Linked DNA regions of Mus musculus: region 1 is linked to region 2. Evidence: chromatin contacts called from public HiChIP or PLAC-seq data. All regions are on one chromosome and are shown on one strand. Each heading gives the region's core, a stretch centred on a gene start, on an enhancer-like site or on the middle of the called end of the contact. The rest is flanking DNA. Distances are from core to core; before and after follow the strand shown. Region 1 overlaps Gm39220 (a long non-coding RNA gene). Region 2 overlaps Tox3 (TOX high mobility group box family member 3).

Region 1 (2,769 bases), core at 194-2,693, 270 kb after region 2:
TTTTTCTAAATTTAACCTAGATTATTCACATTTACTTACAGCAAAGGCATACAAAGAGAGCAGCTACAGTCAGCTTCATAGTGACAAAGGTCATTTTACTATTAAAAAAAACTGTAAAGAAGATACCCCCAAAGTATCTTTGCCTTAAAAGTTTATTTTTTGCTTATTAGAAAAACTTGCTGACTTGGCCTTTTCTGTAATTGTTGTTGTTGCAATAATGATGAAGATCAGAGCCTTGCATACACTGAACAAATACTCTGCTACAAATATCCTTCCCTGCTTGATTGGTCAGGTTGACCGGTTGACCGTGTGCTTAAGTGATGTTAGAAACCTTATTAGGGATTAGCACAAGACACAAAGGAAGTTCTTCAGGACCCCTCGCCCAACCCAGACTAAGTTCCACAGCAGCCACTTCTCTTCCTGAACCTCAGTATGTTCATCTGACAAATGGGCACAGAAAAACACTCTCTGCTGACTATCACGGTTGTTATGAATGTGAAGTGACAGGCAGATGCAGGTATCTTCCCCAGTCCCTGTTGCTGGAACTCACTCTGCTCCCTCCAGAGTCAAGGCAGCAATTAGGGATCTCTGAATGTTTTCTCTAACTCTCTGGCCTTGACTGGCTTAATTCAGACCCTGAACATTAGTTTAACAAAGTGCTTTCATGTTTATTATATTGGATTAGCAAATTATAAGCTATCATGTGAGGCTATCGAGAACACCCGAGCAAATGGTTTTCACACGGGGAACCGGCGTGTTCTCACCATATGGGCTTCATTTATTACAGCTTTGGACCTGGAGCTTAGGGAGAGCCAACCTCTTTACAGAGGGACTCCTGAGGCTTGGTTGCTAGGAAGCTCCAAAAGCTAGTGTTTTTAATGAGATTTAAAGTATCATAAATTATATATTATTTTCTGCACTTAGGACATTCATAGCTCTTTGGTTGGTTTCGTGCTTCATTTCACATAGGTGACATATAATCCCTTTACACACAAAATGCCTGGCATCGGAATTCCCTCCGAAGTCAGAGCAGAATTACATTTCAAAATTTTGTTTTTCCTCCTTAAAAATAAAAGCTGGTCTTTTGTCTTGCTTTGTCTCCCTCACATATGTCCAAAGCAGACAGTGAATACATATTTATTTTCTTAAAAAAAAAAAAAAAAAAAAAAAGAATGCCCTTTCCTAACAACAATGACTCTAGTGAGTATTTTGTGTTGAGTCTGGAGCTGCCGTTAATAAAAATTCTCATAATTCCATTTCTAATGAGTCAGTGCACTTCTGCAGCTTAATTCCACAGATGATTACAGAGGCAGTATTTAAAGAGACTGCTTAGTCACTACCCTCCCTCACCTCCCCTCAGTTCGCAGCATTAAGTACAGAGGCAGCCATTCCACAAAAGAAATTCAAAAACTATCTGGTTTAACTGCCCAGCTTTAAGGAGGCCAGTCATTATGCAAATGAGATGCCCGCAATTGGCTGATGGAGGCACTGTCTATTTGCATAAGAAAACACAGCTCTCCTCCATTCCAAGGGCCAGGGCACGCTTCTGCCCAAGTGGCTACCAATAAGACAAAAGAAGGTGATTCTCCATCATTTTTTTTGAAAAGGAACTTTAAGATCTTTAGAAAACAATGGGCTTTGGACCAGGCTGCCTTTTTAGCATCCCTATATGACACTTCTCAAACGGTACTTTTTACTTGGCACATGAATTATGTTTTAGAGACACAGGGCACCTTCTGGAACTTCAGGGCTCTTGCATTTAATATGTTTTACATTTTGCTTCTAAACAAATTCAGGGTTCTTTTGAGGCATGATTGATCAGCTCTAAAACATTTTTATGAACATTTAAAAGTGGAGGTGTGAGACATCTGAAGGCAACATCGTGTGCAAGCTAAAGGACAGCCATATGCAGGCCTGAGGGCACTGGCCTTCCACGACATCTTCCGTAACAGTAGACCACCTCTCCAAAGGCTTCCTGTTGCTCAGTTCTTGCGCTTCTAAGAGCTGTTGGTTGCAGGTTTCCATTCTTGCCTGCTGGCTGTGTGTACGTCCTTGCTGACCAGTCAGAAATCTGGGTCTTACTTAGTATCTGTGTCCCACATTCCTTCCGTTCACCTCGAAGACAAACGTCTTTTCTGACTGCATACTGCTTCAATGGGACACACGGTACCAGACACATCAACTTAGGAATCAGGTCCTTCAGCTTCTATACCAGAGTAGAAGGACAGCAGAAGGGCTAGAACAAATGGCAAACAGAAGATAAAGGAGTTTGATGGCAGATTCAAAGGTGTGCTTGAGCTAGAAGGAAGAAGCACGCACAGGCAGATTTGTACATATGCATATATATGAATGCATCATGTACCTGAATCATTATATTAGCTATATACACATAAGAGATCCCTTGCTTGCTTTTGCTATATTTTCTACAATTATCACTCACTGCAAATTTTGGGTACTTTATTTTTGTTGAATTTTTTTTTAATTTCCTGCTTAAGATTCCAGCAGGTGTGGCTGGCTATGGAAGCCTGGATACCCTGGATACCAAGCCTTTGGACTCTGGTGTCCTGACGGTAAAGGAGAAGGCTGACTGCGAATCTTTTCCAAAGCGCCTGTGTTGAGTCATCTATGAATATCTGATTCATCCTGAGGATAAAATAAGAACAGGGAACCGTAAGGACAAGAGATCTGAGCAAACGTTCGTCCTGATGCTCGCCAGAGCTAAGGCGGTCAGAGCACTTGGAGATCTTCCAAGATGTCCTCTTGTGAGGA
Region 2 (3,040 bases), core at 34-2,533:
AAGCCACCATTCTGTTTCATCACGGATAGGGGTCTGTTCTCCCATAGATATATAAAACTCCCGTTGAAGGTAATTGGAGTTTTATGCAAGCAGGGAGAACCAACCCCAAAGGGCCCCTACTCTTCTCTTCATTTGTGCTGAGTAGTTGAAGAGGGAGCAGGCCCCTGAGGAAGTATCTCCCACCAGCATGGCGAATCTCTGAATACCTCTCACACTACCTAGCTTTCAAATGAACTTGGAATAAAATTTCAAATGCCCAGTGACAATAATGAGACACGCAGAGGCAGCTTCAAAGTTTGGAAACGCACCAGGATAGCGCAGGAGTTCAGAAAGATGATCAATGGAAAAGCAAGCAGGACGGACCTAATCCCTTTGTAGGGTCCTTTCTGAACAAAGGGTGAAAATTCCGCATTATTTAAAATGAAAAGATTATCATCAAAAGTTTATGCTTGCAGGCCGCTGGCCGGATTTCTCCCAAGTCTCCTGTGAATGGATTCTGAACATGTACCCTTAACTTGACTAAAAAATCGATACAAGTAGAGTTGTTTGGATTTATTTGTGTGTGTGTTAATTCCATAGCTTAGATGGGCTTTCTTAAGAAGCAATCATAGTAGATGTAAGGAATATTCCGGTAGCTTTTTAAATGATGCCCATGGCAGAGGCTTGTCCTACCTGCTTTTGCTCCTCCCCAAGGCTGTCCCACATAGATGCTACGATTTTCGAGACTTCTCCGAAGGTTGCGTTGGGGTTTTGACCCTTAATTGCAGCCTGTGTATCTCTGAAAAACAGGGCATATGCTGACACTGGCTTCTGAGGCTCGTTGGGATCTTTCTTTTTCTTTTTCTTTGGAGTCTTGGGCTTCTTGCCAGAATCTGGGGCTGTTCTTTTCTCTCCAATGGCCTGCAAAGCAGGAAGAAAATTCACTGCCTAGAATGAACTTGCAGAAAATGCAGCAAGACCTACCCCAAGCCACAGTTGCTCTTTGAAGGTTTTGTTCAGCATCGTCAACAGATGAATTACCACCAAAAGCGGGGGAGGGGCTCACTTGCTCAGAGTTAACTGGACAGCAGAGATTAGCATTTAGAACACTGATTAATGAGACCAGGAAGTAGCTTCAATATATTCGCAACATATGCTTTCCATGGCAATTATGAGTAATGAAAGCCCGAACACTCTGTACCAAACCACGCTATCTATGCTACACACACACACACACACACACACACACACACATGAGAGCAAGACAGTTCACAGTGAGGTGGTTTAGGAGGAAAACCTAATAACATTTTGGATGTAGATCATATTAGCATATTTTAAACAAGGCCCCCTGCCATAGCTACATGCCATCTGTATGACTGGTCAGAATTGATTTTTGTGTGGCTGATTTTTTTTTCCCTCTTTTACAAGAAGGTTGCTGTGCTAATGAGCCTCTGGAAGTGCAAATAGAAATTAGCTGTAATCACTACACTTGCACAATAAAGGAAAGGTCATCTTTATTTTCTAAAATAATAACTTTCTAAAGGACACGATAACGAGAAATATAAAAATGTCAAAACCACTTTAACTAGAGATAGAAAAGAAATGAATACTCATCGTAACATTAATAGCCTGTAAAAGAACACAAGTTGCTACTTAAAACCACCGAGACTAACAGGAAAGCTAAGAGAAAGCTGTTCATTACACAAGGTAAGTAAGCCTGAATGCACAGCACTGCACAGAGACAGGGTCAAAGTGCAGACTCTCAAGTCTTACATATGTAATAGGTAGAGATCCAAATCTATACACAGCCAAGCTTCCTATTCACGTGCTGCTGTTGCCTGCTATTTATTAACTGTTTATTTTTATTTTATATGTATGTGTATTTTGTCAGCATGTATGCTTATACACCACATGTATGCACTGCACATGGAACTCAGAAGAGGGCATTGGATCCTCTGGAACTGGAGTTACAGAAGGTTGTGAGCAGCCATGTGGGTGCTGGGAACCAAACCTCAGTCCTCTGCAAGACCAGCAAGTGCTCCTGATCACCAACCAGGTCTTCTCTATAGACTTCATCACCTGAGCGTTACTGGCGATATCATAGAAATACCCATACAAGAGGGAAGGCAAATGACTCACCACCTCTGCTTTCTCTGACCTAGTTACAGTGCAAGTACACTGAAGTTTTTTTTTTTTTTTTTTTTTTTGGTCTGTGGTTATCTTTATCAAGAATCCCCCAGTGTTTGAGAACATATCGCTTTAAAAGCCAGATTTGGACCTGATGAACAACTATTGATTCAAATTTGGATCAATTTGGATTTTTATGAACTTGAACCTTAATTCAAATATTACTGGAGTTTTAAAACTTTCTAAATGAGCAGAAATTGGAATTTAATTCAATTGCTAAAAATTCTTAGGGAGGAACACCCTTTCCTGGAGAACACTACATACTTTAATCTTTGACAAGCACTGGATGCCTTCGAGTTTGTACTGTTTGGAGTGGCAGCCACATCTACAAAGCATACAAATGGACTTCGCTTCCCTTCCTTCTCAAAGACCAGACTTTAGAACTCACACAGTTAATTTGGTAATTCTGTAGACCCCATAGCCTTCCTTTCCCCCATTTTTGAGAGAAAGCATGACTTTTTATTCTGCCCAATGCCTGGAACCTAGATGGGGAAGCAGACCCCTCTCAGGGAGATACTTCCCAGCAGCCAGGCTCTTTCTGTAAAGCTATAGTCATGTGTTCCCAAGTTCTGAGGCCTCTCTTGGCAAAAGGCAATTTGTCCTGATCAAAATTATTTTTTAAGACTTAACTAGAAATGAAGAGTCCCACAGTTTCAACAGCTCATAATACATTCTCTAAAACAAGCAAAACAACTGCAACATGTTTTCTAGTTAACTCCAAAGTGTTGAGAATTCGAGAAAAGTTCCTTTGCTGACAGGAGGTATATAAAGATCACTTTAATCCTTCTTTATCAGATAACTGGCTCTAAAGGTAACAAATTAGTCTTCACATAGACTTAAACCCTCTGTTAAAATGGAATAAGGCAGGGCCGGG

What was found. HiChIP or PLAC-seq counts read pairs in DNA pulled down with a chosen protein or histone mark.
Region 1: an H3K4me3 HiChIP or PLAC-seq map of embryonic basal ganglia shows a contact between it and region 2, with 2.5 times the contacts expected there. The contact joins two enhancer-like sites. A contact is called at or near these places in 1 of 115 datasets of contacts at active chromatin or transcription factors (embryonic basal ganglia) and 1 of 9 other capture datasets (embryonic stem cells).

What each region holds. Positions count from the first base shown.
Region 1 is chr8:90,518,963-90,521,731 of GRCm38.p6, forward strand. It overlaps Gm39220 (a long non-coding RNA gene), which reads right to left. Exons shown (of 3, transcript XR_879076.1): 3 at 1,861-2,236. Among named protein-coding and RNA genes, the nearest start is that of Gm39220, 16 kb to the right of the region's middle. Within about 2 kb of position 1,444, at least 36 of the 459 cell types and tissues checked have an H3K27ac peak or open chromatin away from gene starts, as enhancers often do. A contact at or near this core is called in embryonic basal ganglia, where this site is marked.
Region 2 is chr8:90,253,603-90,256,642 of GRCm38.p6, forward strand. It overlaps Tox3 (TOX high mobility group box family member 3), which reads right to left. Exons shown (of 7, transcript NM_172913.3): 5 at 673-900. Among named protein-coding and RNA genes, the nearest start is that of Tox3, 93 kb to the right of the region's middle. Within about 2 kb of position 1,284, at least 20 of the 459 cell types and tissues checked have an H3K27ac peak or open chromatin away from gene starts, as enhancers often do. A contact at or near this core is called in embryonic basal ganglia, where this site is marked.